Linked DNA regions of Bos taurus: region 1 is linked to region 2. The links are chromatin contacts, called in public Hi-C maps. All regions are on one chromosome and are shown on one strand. The core of a region is the stretch at or near the end of the contact, and the rest is flanking DNA. Distances in the headings are between cores, read along the strand shown. Region 1 has its middle 11 kb from the start of PTGS1. Region 2 has its middle 18 kb from the start of TTLL11.

Region 1 (4,200 bases), core at 439-2,938, 220 kb after region 2:
GTTGTCTCTGCAGATATATTTGAGAGCCTCATCTATTAGGGGTAGAAAGCCAGAGAGGAGGTTAGAAGTGCCTCTGCCAGCTTCTGGCTCTCATGAAGGGTTTGGGCTCTTTATAGACGAGAAACCTGAGCCTCAGAGAGGAGCAGGTGTGGGTCACAGGCGGTATTAGAACCCAGGATTCCTGCCTCCTAGATCAGGGCTGTTTGACTCTGTACCTGCAGGAATTCAGGTTCATAGCCCGCTGGATGAGGCCCCAGGCCCGTTTCCCCAGGTCTCCCCAGTGGGTCATCATCCCCAGCAGAGAGGTTCACCTCTTCCTCTGCTAGACAGACTTCCTGGAAAAAGACGGCCTCTGCTGCCACCTGGTGGCAACTCTGAGGTAGGGGCAGGGGCCACCTTGGCTCTGGATCTAGCAGCAGTCCTGGTCTGTACAAGGGACCCTGTGTCATGGGGCAGGGTCAGCCCTGTTCGGGGACATTAACCTCTTCGGGACTCCAGGATCATTAATGCTGGAATTTGTCATTATTGTTTAGTCTCTAAGTCGTGTCCGATTCTTTGTGACTCCATGGACTGTAGCCCTCCAGGCTTCTCTGTCCATGGAATTTCCCAGGCAAGAATACTGGAGCAGGTTGCCATTTCCTTTTCCAGGGGATCTTCCCCAGCCAGGGATCAAACCCTGATCTCCTACATTGCAGGCAGATTCTTTACTGACTGAGCCACCAGGGCTTGGTGCTGTGTGTGTATTAGTGGCTCAGTTGTGTCCAACTCTTTTGACCACATGAACTGTAGCCTACCAGGCTCCTCTGTCCATGAAATTCTCCAGGCAAGAATACTGGAGTGGGTTTCCATTCCCCTCTCCAGGGGATCTTCCCAACCCAGGGAACGAGCCCCGGTCTCCTGCACTGCAGACAGATTCTTTATGACTGAGCCACCGGGGCTTGGCTGCCAGCTCTCAAATCTCACCTGCTTCTCATTTGCCAACTGTGCACCCTTGATCAGGCGACTTAGTTCCCCAGTCTGTAAAACAGCCTCCATGATGACAGGACCTCCGTCAGAGGGCTATGGTGAGGAGTCAGTGGTCGAAGCTGCAGGAAGCTGGGGCCAATTACAAGGTCAGAGGGCACAGTCTGCACACGAGGCTGCCTCACTTCTGACACCAACAGCAAGTCTGGGCGGTGCCCTCAGGTCTGGTCATTCACTACAAAGACTCACACAACTCACCGAAGGCTCTGATACTCACAGTTGTGGTTTCTTACAGGGAAAGGATACCGACAGAGATCAACCAAAGGAAGAGATACACAGGGCAGCCACACGGGTCCCCCACCCAGTAAGAACAGAGGCAGGACTCATGCTTCCTGGTGGAAGTGGCCCTTGTAGCCTCTTGAAACAAACTTACTTCCAGGGAAGGTGGTGGCAGCTGGTCCACCTGCAAGAGGCCCATCGGGCAGAGGAAACAATTCGTGTCACGAGATCCCGAGATGGTAGGGCCAGCGGGGAGCTGGGGAAGCTGACTTCAGAGTCCCACTGTCCCCAGGACCTTCCAAGATGCAGACTGCCTGGTGGGTGGGAGTGCATGAGGTCAGCTCAGTGAGCTCACCCCTGGGGACCTGGCCTGCCCTGAGGCTCAGCAGGGCCTCAGATTCGCCCTCTGTTTCCCCTCCTCCCCAGCTCTGTGGGGCCCAGGGTGGGGGTGGGGAGAGGGGTGCTGGGGAAAAGAGGAAGGAAGAGCCAGCCCAGGCAAAGGCAGAGGGAGGGAGGGGACCTGCCTTCCCAGGGCCTCTGGGAGGGAGCTAGACAGGCTCCGCTGTGGGTTCTGAGGACCAGGGCTCTCCTGGGGTTGCAACAGTTCAGGTGGGGAGAGAACCTCCTGAACTGGGCCTCTTGTGCAGATGAGGCAGCTAGAGCCCAACCCGAACTCCACCCCAAGAGCTTGCTGAGGACGGAGCGGGAGTCTGAGGACCAGGAGCCCCAGCTTCTGCTCTGTGTCTTCGGGGCCCCCTGCTTCCCCCTCTGGGTCTCCGGATCTGTTCAGTGGAAAGGGCTGGGCCCTTTCTACAGAAAAGCAGGAAGCTGGGGCTTATGGGAGGGGGTGGAGGGTACTTGAGATCAGGTCAGCACCAGTCCTGGTGGCGTCTGTGCCTGTGCCTAGAATCTCACCCTGCCCCCATTCTGCCCTGTCCCAGCTTCTCTCTGCCCACTACACAGACCACAGTCCTCTCTTCTTGCTATTTTCAGACAGCCTAGAATTCCGAGGAAGGCGGGCCGGCGCCTGCCCAGGAACTCAGAGGTGCTGAGAGAGCATCTCAGAGTAGTTACAGGTGCAGCCAGTCCCAGCCAAGGAGGAGAGAGCTGGGGCCTGCCTTCTGGGCTGGGGCAGGGCCGTCTCGCTGGCTGGCCGTGGCTTGGTTCCTGCTGGAGCCTGGGCTGACCAGGAGGCCAGAGGAGGTGTGTAGGGGTGTGGGGGCAGGGAGGAATATCCTCCTGGTGCTGGGCCTGCATGCTCACCCTTCCCTGGGACCAGGGTGGTTTGGGGGAGCTGTGCCTCAGTGGCTGGATTCTAGATTCTGTCTGGCTGAAACCCCCGCACTGACCCTCACAGGCTGCGGCTCTGTTGCTGGAGGCCAAAGCCCGGCTTCCTCCTTTCCCCTGGGCCCGTGACGCCTTCCCTGCCGTGCTTTCAGAATTGTGCTTTTGTGCCGGGCTGGGTCCCGACCTCAAGAGATGGGAAAGGTCACGGTCAGCGGTAAGTGACCCTCACCAGAGGGGCACCTAGGTTGCCTCTTGTCTCCTTTCTTCCCCACCCCACTCAGGGAATACACTTTGCTAAGAGTTAGACAGACAGACGGAGGCACCGCTCTGAGATGCTTTGGGAAAGGACAGAATTCTCTCGGTCCTGGAGACAGCTTCCAGGGTGGAGACAACTGTTCTCCCACCAGTCTGGCCTCCCTGCCTTCTTCCTGTAGGTTCAGAGTCTGGGGTCTCCAGCTCAGGAGGGCCTCGTTTTCACTCTGTTGTCTCTGAATGATCTTAGGCTTTGCCCCTGCAGCCTCCGGGGCTCAGTTTCCCCATCCATAAAATGGGAAGATGGGCCGAAAGCCCCTTCTAGGTTCTAAGGTGTAGAGTTGTGCTTTCCTTCCTTCTGAGGGAAGCAGATTCAGCGCAGGTGCAGGTGGCCTCAGGCCTGACTCAGCAGCCGGAGAGGTTCCCAGGCAGTGCCTGGGTGACTGTGGGTTTCTCCATCAGAAAGAGGCAGAGGGGATGGAGGGAGAACTTAACTCCCCAGCCAGAGCATCGAACATGAAGCTGATTGTACCAGAAATAGTGACAGAGGAGGGTCAGCAAGAAGATTAACCACATGAGAGAGTAAAAGAGGAAGAGCGTGTCCAAGATAGAGAAGAGGCAACAAGGCCACTCATACACAGAGATAATGACCAAGAGAGGGAAAGAGATACAGAGATGAGCAAGGACTGAGCCATAAGGCAGGGAAAGGAAGGCAGGGCCTTCCAGGAGTGGAAAGAGGGCCAGGTGGATGTGGCAGGGAAGCCAGTCACAGAGCCTTCTGCTCCCTGCTGCTGTTGCTGCTGCTGCTAAGTCACTTCAGTCGTGTCCGACTCTGTGTGACCCCATAGACAGCAGCCCACCAGGCTCCCCTGTCCCTGGGATTCTCCAGGCAAGAACACTGGAGTGGGTTGCCATTTCCTTCTCCAGTGCATGAAAGTGAAGAGTGAAAGTGAAGTCGTTCAGTCCTGTCCAACCCTCAGCGACACAATGGGCTGCAGCCTTCCAGGCTCCTCCATCCATGGGATTTTCCAGGCAGGAGTACTGGAATGGGGTGCCATTGTAAAAAAACCCAGAGCCTTTTGCCCCCAAGGTGCTCAGGTCTGGTGGTCCTACTTCTGCCCATTAAATTTCCTCTGGGGCTGGGACCCTCCCGCCTGCCCAATCTAAATGTTCCCCAGACCCCACCTCCCTGGGGGTAGTGTGTGCAGAGATGAGAGGCCCCTTAGGCTGAGGTCTCTGAGGCTTCGTGGCCTTGGGCTTTCACGAAAGGGTAAGGGCAAGTGGTGGGAAGTCAGAGATGAATGAAGGTTGTTATCAGTGAAGGGATGTGGTTAGTGTTGGGAGGAAAGAAAGGAGGTGGAAAATCCTAAGGAAACATTCCCCATCTTCTTTTTAGGTCAGGTTTTGACTCGGAGTCTC
Region 2 (3,807 bases), core at 85-2,584:
CTGTATAGAGCTTCTCCATCTTTGGTTGCAAAGAATATAATCAATCTGATTTCGGTGTTGACCATCTGGTGATGTCCATGTATAGAGTCTTCTCTTGTGTTGTTGGAAGAGGGTGTTTGTTATGACCAGTGCATTTTCTTGCCAAAACTCTATTAGTCTTTGCCCTGCTTCATTCCGTATTCCAAGGCAAATTTGCCTGTTACTCCAGGTGTTTCTTGACTTCCTACTTTTGCATTCCAGTTCCCTATAATGAAAAGGACATCCTTTTTGGGTGTTAGTTCTAAAAGGTCCTGATAGAACTGTTCAACTTCAGCTTCTTCAGCATTACTGGTTGGGGCATAGACTTGGATTACTGTGATATCGAATGGTTTGCCTTGGAAACGAACAGAGATCATTCTGTCGTTTTTGAGATGGCATCCAAGTACTTCATTTCGGACTCTTTTGTTGACCATGATGGCCACTCCATTTCTTCTGAGGGATTCCTGCCCGCAGTAGTAGATATAATGGTCATCTGAGTTAAATTCACCCATTCCAGTCCATTTCAGTTCACTGATTCCTAGAATGTCAACATTCACTCTTGCCATCTCTTGTTTGACCACTTCCAATTTGCCTTGATTCATGGACCTGACATTCCTGGTTCCTATGCAATACTGCCCTTTACAGCATCGGACCTTGCTTCTATCACCAGTCACATCCACAGCTCGGTATTTTTTTTTTTTGCTTTGGCTCCATCCCTTCATTCTTTCTGGAGTTATTTCTCCACTGATCTCCAGTAGCATATTGGGCACCTACTGACCTGGGGAGTTTCTCTTTCAGTATCCTATCATTTTGCCTTTTCATACTGTTCATGGGGTTCTCAAGGCAAGAATATTGAAGTGGTTTGCCATTCCCTTCTCCAGTGGACCACATTCTGTCAGATCCCCCATTGAGTTCCCCCAGTCTCTTACATTATGCATTTACTTAGCGCACACAAGGTCAGTAAATGCATAATGTAAGAGACTGGGGGAACTCAATGGCTATCTGCATCTTCAAATCTCAGCAGGGCTGTCCTGGGGAGAGACAGCCCCCATGGGGAAGAGGTGTGGAGAAAGGGCAGGGCTGGCTCAGCACTACAGACAGGAGAGGACAGCCTCCGTCGCCCCCAAGACACTCAGGAGCAGAGGCCCTCTGCAGTGTCTTGACGTGACCCTCCTGGGGCCAGCATCCCAGGCGTGGTCCACAGCTTCGCTGGGGCAGGGGTGCGATACAGCCCGTGCTCCCCTGCCTCTGCAGGGCTTCCCTTCCCCTCCCGTTCCCAGCTCCGCCCCCTCCTTGGGTGTGTCCCCACGGCTGCCCCTCCCACATCTCTCTTTGTCCTCTGTCTCTGCCTGCTTTACAGCGGTCCTATCCACTCATCTCTCCCTTGCTCGGCGTGTCTGTTTCTGCCTTTTTTCTGCCGCAGCATCTGTTTCTCGTGTTTCCACTTTTGCTTTTTGTCATCTGTTCCACCAGAAACAGAAATTGCCCGAGTCTAAGGATTGGAAAATGGCCACTTTGTCCAACGTGTTCCACTCCCGTCGTCCCGGCCCCGGCGGCATCTCTGATGTTGGGTGGAGGGTGGACCACCCCGCGACCCGTAGGCTGTGGGGGCCGGGCCTGGCTAAGAACAGAGGCCACGCCCTCCTGGATAAGACAGCTTCCTACAGTGCTGCCATGCGCCCGACACCTTGTGAACTAGCAGTGTCGGGTTATGAAGTCCTATGCACTTGAACTCAGTTCCTCTCTTCCTGCCCTTGCTCTGGGTCCTCAACCCTTTCAGATAATCCCCAGGTCTCTGAACCAAGGACCTTCTGCAGTGCCTGCCTCCCAGGCTACCCATCCTCCGCGGCCACAGAGGGCTCCCCAGACAGGCTATCCCCTCTCCCCTTCTTGTCTTGGCATTTTCCAGCTTTTCCACTGGCCTTCCTGCCACTTTTTGGCCCTCAAAGCCCAGCTCCAATGGCCTTTCCTCAGCAAACAAATGCGTCATTCTAGGCTCTGTGCTGGAGAAGGCAATGGCACCCCACTCCAGTACTCTTGCCTGGAAAATCCCACGGACAGAGGAGCCTGGTAGGCTGCAGTCCATGGGGTCGCTGGGAGTCGGACACGACTGAGCGACTTCACTTTCACTTTTCACTTTCATGCATTGGAGAAGGAAATGGCAACCCACTCCAGTGTTCTTGCCTGGAGAATCCTAGGGACGGGGGAGCCTGGTGGGCTGCAGTCTATGGGGTCGCACAGAGTCGGACACGACTGAAGCAACTTAGCAGCAGCAGCAGCAGCAGCAGGCTCTGTGCTCCCCCAACCCTGGTCATCCTTCCACATGACCTTGAATTCTCTGCCTGGTCTCCTGGTCTGCCTCCCAGCAGCTCCTCGTTTTGGGGGCTGCACAAGGAAGCGGCTCCAGCAGGCAGATGAACCCACCAGATCCTGCAGGGGTCTGTCTGCAGCCGCCCACCCCTGCCAGCCAGCCCAGGACAGAGGCTTCAGGCCAACCTCCTGGGGTACGTAGCCAGACTCCTCGAGAGACAAGGACATCTTCTCTCCGGCAGCTGCCCAGCCAAGGACCTCAAGGGCTGATCTTTGGCCAGTAGCAGTCCTAGCCTCTTCAGAGCTGTCCCTGGAGACCCTACGGATGTCTTGTACCAATGAAAGAAAGAAAGAAAGTGAAGTCGCTCAGTCGTGTCCGACTCTTTACGACCCCGTGGACTGTAGCCTACCAGGCTCCTCCATCCATGGGATTCTCCAGGCAAGAATACTTGCCTGGGTTGCTATTTCCTTCTCCAGGGAATCTTCCCAACCCAGGGATGGAACCTGGGTCTCCCGCATTGCAAGCAGACGCTTTACCCTCTGAGCCACCAGGCGTCTCTGGGAGCAAAATACCACTCTTGTGCAGCACATCAGCCTTCAAATGATGGGTCAGGGGCGTGGCTGGAGTGGGTGGGGTTGCTGAGGGTGGGGTTCCCCCCATGTATCATGTGAGCCTCACCTCTTGGTGGTATCTGCCAGCTGGCCATCTCAGAGGGGCAGGGGTTGTGGGGCAAAAGCAGGGCCAGGAGGCCTCAAAGCTGGGACCCAGTCCTGCAGTTCCAGACCTTGGGCTGCGTGACCCTCTTGTTTCGGAGCCTGATCCCGTCCAGGACTCAGACAGGATGCCCCGAGGGGCAGCAGAGCAGGGCAGTCATGGCCACCACCTTGCACCACCCCCCTCCCTTCCAGGCTTGGGCTCAGACTTCTTAGTGGGATTACTACATCAGACTAAAGGAAATCAGTCCTGAATATTCATTGGAAGGACTGATGTTGAAACTGAAACTCCAATACTTTGGCCACCTGATGCGAAGAACTCATTTGAAAAGACCCTGATGCTGGGAAAGATTGAAGGTGGGAAGAGAAAGGTATGACAGAGGATGAGGTGGTTGGATGGCATCACGGACTCAACGGACATGAGTTTGAATAAACTCCAGGAGCTGGTGATGGGCAGGGAGGCCTGGCGTGCTGCAGTCCATGGGGTCACAAAGAATCGGACACGACTGAGCAACTGAACTGAACTGAACTGAAATCAGACTAAAGCCTCTCAGCCTCAACCTTCTTGCCATCAGGGGATGGAGGCTGGACTCCCTTCCCCTGTGGAGGCCTGACCTAGGTAAGGACAGAGGTCACACCCTCCTGGGTAAGACCGGGGGGACTGTCTTCTGCTTCATAGGGTGTTTAGCAGCATCCCTGTAGCACCTTCTGAGATGTGACAACCACGAATGTCTCCAAACATTAACTAACATCCCCCAAGAGTAA

What was found. Hi-C and Micro-C count contacts between places; a contact is called where the count stands out from the background.
Region 1: a contact with region 2 is called in a Hi-C map of an unstated tissue, with 8 times the contacts expected there. The contact joins two enhancer-like sites. A contact is called at or near these places in 3 of 11 Hi-C or Micro-C datasets (liver, skeletal muscle and an unstated tissue).

Annotation. Positions count from the first base shown.
Region 1 is chr11:93,222,998-93,227,197 of ARS-UCD2.0, forward strand. No RefSeq gene overlaps it. Among named protein-coding and RNA genes, the nearest start is that of PTGS1, 11 kb to the right of the region's middle. Within about 2 kb of position 1,689, at least 15 of the 102 cell types and tissues checked have an H3K27ac peak or open chromatin away from gene starts, as enhancers often do.
Region 2 is chr11:93,001,512-93,005,318 of ARS-UCD2.0, forward strand. No RefSeq gene overlaps it. Among named protein-coding and RNA genes, the nearest start is that of TTLL11, 18 kb to the left of the region's middle. Within about 2 kb of position 1,335, at least 9 of the 102 cell types and tissues checked have an H3K27ac peak or open chromatin away from gene starts, as enhancers often do.